Linked DNA regions of Mus musculus: regions 1 and 3 are each linked to region 2. A link is a contact called in public HiCAR-type and promoter capture Hi-C data. All regions are on one chromosome and are shown on one strand. Each heading gives the region's core, a stretch centred on a gene start, on an enhancer-like site or on the middle of the called end of the contact. The rest is flanking DNA. Distances are from core to core; before and after follow the strand shown. Region 1 holds the start of Imp3 (IMP3, U3 small nucleolar ribonucleoprotein). Region 2 holds the start of Scamp5 (secretory carrier membrane protein 5). Region 3 overlaps Cspg4 (chondroitin sulfate proteoglycan 4).

Region 1 (2,700 bases), core at 19-2,518, 530 kb after region 2:
AAGCCAGGACCTTGAAGAACATCTGTTTTCAGGAACCTCCTGGGTCCCTTCTAACCACTAGCTGGCCAAACTACAGGGCGATCATTTCCTTAGGCAAGCAAACACTCCAGGACTTTAATATGGTATTTCCTGGGGCTGGAATATCAACAGGAAGTCTTGTGGATAAAAGCTCTGCCAAAACATTCATTCCGAGAAAAGGACTGGTTAAGTGACAAATCTGCCCAGCTTGTACAACATCCTGCAACCTCCACGTGAGGCTCCAAAGCCTCACGCCTTCAACCCTTTTCCTGCCCTTAGGCTCTTCAGCTAGCAAGATAATAGATATGGCTATGTAGGACCCTAGGTAAGAAGAACGACCAGACAAAAATGTGCACTTAAACAACGTCGGTGGGACATTTATTGGCATTAGGAAAGGGTTTCTTTAAACGATATAAATATACTGAACTCAAACTCTCCATCCAGACGGTCCTATTTCAAGATGAAAGCAAAGGGGAAGAGGTAACATTCCTGCTTCTACACCACAAAGTTTAAGGCACAAGAAGCTAGCAATCCCCAGTGCGGTACAAAACTGCTTCCCACTGTCTCTCAAGACACAGTCACTTAATTGTCAGTCCAAATTCTAGGAAAAATTCCCAGTACACCGGGGCAATCCTCCCCATCCCCGGTTCAGTGACCTGTAGCTGAGAAGCCAGGACAAGAAGACTCGCTAGGCATCTAGATCAAAGTCATCGCGCTCCTCATTGTACTCCAACACGTGCCGCTTGATCTTGGATGAGTCCACCCAGGTGACAAAGTCCTCCATGCTGCGAGTGACGAGAAAGGCGGGATCAGTGACCACGTCTGGGCCCACGCGGACATGACCCTGCTCCACAAAAGCCACAGCAGCTTGGAGATGCTGCGCCATGCGTAGCTTGAGGAGCAAAGTAGGCAAGCGGCGGCGGCAGAAGGACGAGGCCGAGACGGAGTCGCAGAGTTCCAGTGAGCCGCGCGTGGGCACCAGGCCCATAGCGTACAGCTTGTCCAACAGCGCCGCCGAGGCGCGCACGCGGAATGGGTCGCGTTCCGGCAGGTCGCGCAGGCGCCGCGCCAGCTCGCGCACCGCTCGGCTCAGCTGGTTGTAGCGCGTGTACTCCTCGCGCCGCTGCAGCCGGTACCGCCGCAGCACACGCAGTTCGTGGAGGTTGTGGTCGGTGACTTCCCAGTTTAGGAAGTCCACCTGTTTCAGCAGCTTCTGCTCGTGGAACTTAAGCTTCCGCACCATGATGGAGAATGCGGGAGAAAGGGAATACGTTGAAAATCTAGCGTAATTTCCGCCTCGACGTAGAAAGACCCCGCCTCTAGATCACTGGACCAATCAAAAGATTGGTTAAAGACACGCCCCCGGTTTTTCATTCGTCCAACTCTGGAACTTCCTGTTTTGAAAGGGGAGCGGGGGAGAAAGAATTGCGGAAGGAGAGCCGTGTCCTGCGAATACACTTTTCCTTGCATGCAGTGCGTATGCAACTAGTCTAGTCCAGTGTTGTGTTTTGTTTTTAAATATTTATTCATTTACGTATTTTGTGTATATGATTGCTCTGTCTTCATACCGGAAGAGAGCTTCAGATCCCCTGTTTGTGGTTTTCCTGGGAATTGAACTCTGGACCTTTGGAAGAGCAGTCAAGTGCTCTTAACCGCTGAGCCATCTTGGCAGCACCTAGTTTACTCTCAGAGTTCTGTCTTTGGTGACTGAAGAGAGTCTGCTCCGTCAATAGCTGTAGATGTCAGTTTCCAGAGAGAGAGGTTACTGCCTTTAAAAGAGTTGTCTCATAGTTTTGGTTGTGAGCCTATTATTTAATGGCTGAGCTATCTCTCCAACTCTGGAAAGATGGCTTAGCAGTTAACAGCACGGCTGCTCTTCCGGAGGTCATGAGTTCAAGTCCCATCGCCCACATAGTGGTTCACAACCATCTATAATGTGATCTGATGCTCTTTTCTGACATGCACATGTACATGCAGCTAAGAGCACTGATACACATAAAACAAATCTTTTTTTTTTAAAGCATACACAACTTTAGAAGAGTGGAATGCTAATAAATAAATAAGAGGATTATCTCTGTCAAAAAACGTGATTAGAACTCTGCAAATGTCTCAGTTCCAGTGGTCCCCAGAGTTGACAAATAGTCCCATCCTGGCCAGCATGAGATCTGTCACTGGACTGGCAGTAGTACCAAACAATCAGGATTGGAAGCATTCCTGCCTCTTATTTTTTTGACACAGTTTCCTTAGGTAGCCCAGGTCAGCCATGAATTCACCACAATATAACCAGATTCAATCCAAAAGGATGAGATTATGAGTGAGCATGTGCCACCATGGCTGTCTTACTTTATTTTATTTTTTGAGACAGAATGTCTCTAGTACTATCTGTCCTGGTAATTTTTATATAGACCAGGCTGTCCTTAAACTCAAAGAGATCCATTTACCTCTGCCTCCAAGTGCTGGAGTTAAAGTGTTACTCAGGTATGTCTGGAGATTGTTTCTGCAATCCTCAGTGACTGATGGTACCCATCAATGATGAGAAATTCAGAGTGTAAGTAGGAGTCCTAACCTTCATCTGTAAGAGGTGAACAGTCTGGTAAACAATTCCTGTCTGAAATCACAGAAGCAGAACGAAGGCCAGAAGAATTTCTACTGAGCCCCTACCTGTTGGGGTAACCTCCTGAC
Region 2 (2,700 bases), core at 156-2,655:
ACGTATGTAGGCAAAACACCCCGCACAAAATATAACAATGAAAAATTATATATAATTTTTATACATCAAAATAATCATAAAAAATAAAAAGAAATTGAAAATAAAAGAGAATCTGGTCTCTGTTTGAAGGCTGGGACTCTTCCTTCTGGCTGGTCTGGTAGCTTCTGCTGCTTCCTGTTCGGCCAGCTCAGCCTCCTTCTGGTCTCTTCTGCACTTGTTCTTGTCTGCTCTTCTCCTCTCCCTCCCTTCCCATGCCAGCTGTGGGAGTGAGGCCCCAGTGCCAGCAGGCTAGAGCCACACAATGGGCCCTTAGTCTGGGCAAAGAATCCCTGCAGTGTATCCCACCCACTGAAGCCCTCTTCCAGGCCCAGGGTGGTGTGGGTGAGGGATCGAAGCCATTGGTTGGCAGGGCAGGGGATGGCCTTGGCTGTGGAGGACCCACAGGGTTTTACTATGTAAACACCACTCACAATGGCAGCTTGTCTTCCTACCCCAGCCCCATGTCGCCAAGGAGTCTCGGAGCTACACTAATTCTGCACTTGTAAGCATTTACCTTGGTCCCTTCTCATTCTTGCTGTTAACATCTGTACATTATTATCTCTTTCCTTCTTCTTCTTTCTTGTCTTTTTTTTTTCAGAGCTATTCCTTATTCTTCTATTCCTTATTTCCCTTCCTTTTTGAGACAGTAGCTCATGTGTATCCTGGTAGTCCAGTACTTCCCCACTTGCTGTGTAGATAAACTGGCTTTGAACTTGCACTGACCCCATTGCCTGTGTCTTGGAAGGGCTAGGAATATTGATGTGAATCAACCCACACACCTGTGCTCTCTCTGTCTCTCTCTGTCTGTCTCTGAGATCTCACTATGTAGCTCCAACTGTCCTGGAACTTATGAAGATTAAGCTGCCTTTGAACTCACAGAGACAAGCACTCTGGATTTGGATCCCCGGAACTGGGGTTATGGTACTACCATATGGGTGCTAGGAATCAAACCCCAACCCTTTGTAAGAGCACAACAAGTACACTTAACCACTGAGCCATTTCTCCAGCCCCTCATCAAGCTGTCTCTTCCTCTTTCCCGGTACATCCCACAGGTCCCTGCGATTGGTATGGGGGTTATTCTTCCCACTTTGCAGATGTGGAAGTTAAGGCACTAGTTGCTGGCACTACTGTATGTTTCTCCTTTCTATGCACTCACTGTGCTCTTGTCCCCAAGGTGCCCACCTAGCACCTGGACGAGGAACGGCCGAATATTTAGCACCACGGACAGCTCCTGCAAGGTGCGGAGGCGCCGGTGCCTTGCTTCTCGCGAGCGCTCGTGGAATAGCCTTACGAGCAGTGTGGGAGTCTCGCGAGAGTGGTTGCAGCAGGCAGGGCGGCACGGGAGCGCGCGGGCCCGCCTCGGACGCGCGCGCACGCTCCCCGCCCCCAATCCGGGAGCCGCTCGCGGCCCGCTCCGCGCCTGATCGCCCGGTGCAGCGCAGCTCAGCGCGGCGCAGCGCGACTACCTTTCTGCAGCCGAGCGGTCGGGGCTGGTGAGTCCTGGGCCTGGAGACCCAAGGAGGGCACTGCGGGGAAGCTACGAGCTGGGTTGGAGAGGTGTCAGCGGCTCCAATTTTCTGCCTTCAAAGAGTCCCTCTTCATTTGAGGGGGTAGGTCGAGCTTCTGGAGAGGTGGGGAGTCGAGGTGACCTTTCCTGCTTGGGGTGGTAAGCGCTCTTTGTACACCCCTAAATCCTCCTCCCCATTCCTGTTTCCTCTTTCCTCTGTCCCCGCAGAGGGAGCCCGGGATTTGGGTGACGTCAGGCCCTTGGATGGAGCCTGGGCTTTGGGCCCTCCACCCCACAAACCCCGAGTTCCACCTGGCATTCCCTGGAAGCCGGCCTCCTCCTTTTGGGATGGCGCATGCGGCCGGGGATGGGAACGTCTGGAATCTAGTGACCGTGGTATCACAAAAGGCACCTGCAGGTGGACCCAAGTTGTACTCATCCCTGGAAGGCCGACCTTTGTACCGCGGGTCTGAGCAGCCTGGTTTTTGGAGGAGGGGGATGGGTGCACTGCCTAGGGCCCGGATACCACCAGGGCTTTGGGGAGTGGGATGGGGGTGCTGGATGTAGCGCATCCAGCATTAGCACCAGTCAGTCACGAGGAAGGAGGGGAGATGTGTAAGAACCAATCCCCGTCCTTGCCTTGAGGTTCTCCTGATCTGGAGTCTGGGGGAGTCAAGTAAGACTAGGACTGATAATTGGTTGTTAAAGGCCGACTTGAGGAGATCAGCAAAGGCCAGGGCTGGAGACAGAGACAAGAGGCAGCAGCTGTCAGGAGGAGACTTTCTGGAGGTGGGATTTGGAAGGAGGCAGAGGCGAGAGAGGGCATCTCAGTGTGGTAATGGACAAAGTTCAGAGGTGGGCATGAAGCACTGCTGCTCCACCCCAGCCTGTCTGTGGTGTGTGTGGGAGGGATGGTCTAGAGAAATGTGCAACCCGTGCGTTACCCATTATGTCTTCTCCATCAGGACTGTGAAAGAGGGAGATGATTCTGGCAGGGCCACGGTTGGCAGAGAGATTTTGCTTGGGGTTGCTAGTTTAGCGTCTGTGGGAACTTGGAGAGATAGGACCAGCTCTCCATTGCTGAGAGAGAACCGTGGCAGGGATGGGCCATCGAAAATGGAGTGTTAGTAGAGGGGATTAGGAGTCCTGGGACT
Region 3 (2,700 bases), core at 87-2,586, 580 kb after region 2:
GACACTGAGCCAGAGAGAAGGGACTCTAGTCTCTTTCTGGGACCAGAGATGGGATAGGTTCAGGAGTGAACTCACTTGCAGGCCTGTGTTTGTGGTGAGAACAGGGGGTTGGTCATTAACAGGAAGGATGGTGATCGTGAAGGCCACGGGCTGGCTCTGGCGGTCCATCTCTGAGGCATTAGCTAGCAGAACAAAGGCGTCTGTCTGTGTCTCACTTCCATCATGCACGTAGCGGATCAGCTGCTCTTCCACCTATGAGGAGACCCAGGATTGGTTGTCAGGCTTCAGCTAGCCCAAGACTCAACAGGGATCTTGGGACCAGCACCCTTAACGTCCCATTGTTAGGTACAGGAGACAGATCCCTTTAGAACACATTTCCACAGGTAAGAAGTGTGTATGTGGAGAGATGGCTCAGTGGTTAAGAGCACTGACTGCTCTTCCAGAGGTCCTGAGTTCAATTCCCTGCAACCACATGGTGTTTCATAACCATGTGTAATGGGATCTGGTGCCCTCTTCTGGTGTGTCTGAATAGAGCAATGATATATATTACATTCTTAAAAAAAAAAGAAGTGTGTGTGTGTGTGTGTGTGTGTGTGTGTGTGTGTAAACAACAACGTTTCCATTTCTCAGGGGAAGACTGAAATTAAAGCATAAAGCAGTGCCAGTAACTAGAGCCGAGGAGGCGCAGGTGTCTCCGGTACCTCTCTCCAGGAGAAGGTGCTGAGGCTCCCATCTTGAGAATGATCCTCCTTCTGCAGGGCCCCGTGCTGCGGTGGCTCTAGCACCTGCAGGACAAGGCCTGGCAGCGTGGGGAAGTAAGGCCCAGTGATCTGGACCAGAGGAGGGGCCAGCGTCCGGGTGCCGCCCTCGGGAACGCTGAAGTTTTGAACATCCAGGGGGATGACTGTGGGCAGCACCTCCAGCTCCACAGAGATGCCTTCAAGAGGATCACCCAGGCCCGAGGCCACATCCAGGGAGAAGGAATCACTCCAGGCTCCAGGGCGAGAGTGCAGGTAGAGAACCCGGCCTGAATTCACTGCCTCCTGGGAGAAGCTCTGCACAGGGTCCAGGCTGGGCGGCTCCTCTGCTGAAGCGCCGTGGGACACCATCACCAGGTAGCCGGCGTTCGGGGGGCTTCTCAACGAGAACATGATGTCGGCAGGCAGCACTGCCTCCTGGACCACCTAGTCAACAGAGACGATGGGGACAAACGGGGTCACAGGCTGTTGTGGACCTCAGGTGGCAGAACAGGCTCGGTCGCCACGTGTGGCTAATGCTTTGCTCAGGATCTGCTATAGCTGACACTATATACCACAAGAGGGCGCTCTCACCATACCTAGCAGCACAGGCTCCCAGGTCTTAAGCAGTTTGCTGATTTGGTCCACCCCAAAGGAGGCTGAGTACTCCTTCAATGCCTGCTCTACCCACACAAAAAAGTCTAAGCACCACTCTTAAACTACACTGCACTTCTGATTCTATGCCTTTGCAGAATACACCCCCCCCCACACACACACTTTTTAAAGATTTATATGTAAGTACACCGCAGCTGTCTTCAGACACAGCAGAAGAGGGCATCAGATTTCATTACGGATGGTTGTGAGCCAGCATGTGGTCGCTGGGATTTGAACTCAAGACCCTTGGGAGAGCAGTCAGTGCCCTTAACCACTGAGCCATCTCTCTAGCCCCCAGAATCCATTCTTTTAGCTTGGAATGCCATCTGCTACTTTTTTTTGCTGTCCATACTCCATACTTTTCTCTTTTCTCCACTCTTCTCCTACCTCTTCTTTTGTCTGGCCTGGAACTCTCTTAATAGACCAGGTTGGCCTTGAATTCAAAGAGCTCTGCCTGCCTCTGCCTCCTGAGTGCTGGGATTAAAGGTGTGCACCACCAAAGCTTGGTTCATATGCTGCCTCCTCTGGTGTGGACACTTCCTGACATGTTTAGTCATGGTCTTTCTCAAAGTCCAAACACTCAGAACTGGAAGGGCCTCAAAACTGGGCCTTCACAGTAAGGCAGTGAGCCAGCTGGTCAGCATTGCGCTGTGAGCTCCCTGAGTTAACAGACACCATCACAGGCCCTCACAGTTCTGTTGTGGAGTCTAGGGAAAGAGCTAAGGACCTGTGGATCTGAGGGGCAGCGCTCCTAAAGGTCACCCCTCATGGTAACCTCATAGGGACTGTGACAGGATATACACTCTTGGTCTCTGCTTCAGAGATTCTGTGGATCTGGCTGGAACCCAGATTTTACACGGCTATCCATAGCAAGGACACATGTATATGTGATCTCTGGAGGTGCGTGACACTTAACAGGTAGGTGTATGTTCCTAGACACATGCAGAACTACAACACATACAGGTGACTACTGAAGCTGTAATACTCCTAAGACCTGCATCCCCACAGGAACGCCCCCCTCATGGAAGTACCCTCAGCTTGGCAGGCCTCGTGCACTGCCTTACCTCTAGCTGGTCCCTTCTGATCTCAGCCGCTTCCCCCTGGAAGACGTAGATCTTTTTGTGCTGCACCAGTTGCAGTGGGGCCAGGGGACCCTCGAGGGCAATGGTCACTTGTAGGAAGGTGTTAGTGTGTACTGGCCCTGCTGCCACAGAAAACGCCAGGGTGTCTTGGGGGCTGAGGCTGCCATTGTGGCTGTAGAGGATGGCCCCATCGAGCAAGTCCCGTTGGGAGAAGGAGGTGACTGACT

What was found. Promoter capture Hi-C pulls out the DNA fragments that hold promoters and counts their contacts. HiCAR-type assays count read pairs that join an accessible place to other places.
Region 1: a contact with region 2 is called in a HiCAR-type map of astrocytes, with 2.8 times the contacts expected there. The contact joins the promoter of Imp3 here to the promoter of Scamp5 in region 2. A contact is called at or near these places in 7 of 39 promoter capture datasets (3T3-L1-derived adipocytes, the C10 cell line, embryonic stem cells and 4 more), 7 of 115 datasets of contacts at active chromatin or transcription factors (the 230-238 cell line, T-cell acute lymphoblastic leukemia, astrocytes and 4 more) and 1 of 9 other capture datasets (embryonic stem cells).
Region 3: a promoter capture Hi-C map of hippocampal neurons shows a contact between it and region 2, with 2.5 times the contacts expected there. The contact joins the enhancer-like site here to the promoter of Scamp5 in region 2. A contact is called at or near these places in 9 of 39 promoter capture datasets (the 3T3-L1 cell line, the C10 cell line, embryonic stem cells and 4 more), 2 of 484 Hi-C or Micro-C datasets (the G1E-ER4 cell line and large pre-B cells), 1 of 115 datasets of contacts at active chromatin or transcription factors (embryonic forebrain) and 1 of 9 other capture datasets (pancreatic islet).

The regions. Positions count from the first base shown.
Region 1 is chr9:56,936,068-56,938,767 of GRCm38.p6, reverse strand. It overlaps Imp3 (IMP3, U3 small nucleolar ribonucleoprotein), which reads right to left and starts at 1,268. Exons shown (of 1, transcript NM_133976.2): 1 at 370-1,268. The coding sequence starts at 1,261. The coding sequence ends at 707.
Region 2 is chr9:57,466,765-57,469,464 of GRCm38.p6, reverse strand. It overlaps Scamp5 (secretory carrier membrane protein 5), which reads left to right and starts at 1,405. Exons shown (of 7, transcript NM_020270.3): 1 at 1,405-1,532.
Region 3 is chr9:56,888,542-56,891,241 of GRCm38.p6, reverse strand. Cspg4 (chondroitin sulfate proteoglycan 4) reads right to left here. Exons shown (of 10, transcript NM_139001.2): 3 at 2,456-2,700; 4 at 702-1,184; 5 at 76-252. Among named protein-coding and RNA genes, the nearest start is that of Cspg4, 25 kb to the right of the region's middle. Within about 2 kb of position 1,336, at least 16 of the 459 cell types and tissues checked have an H3K27ac peak or open chromatin away from gene starts, as enhancers often do. A contact at or near this core is called in hippocampal neurons, where this site is marked.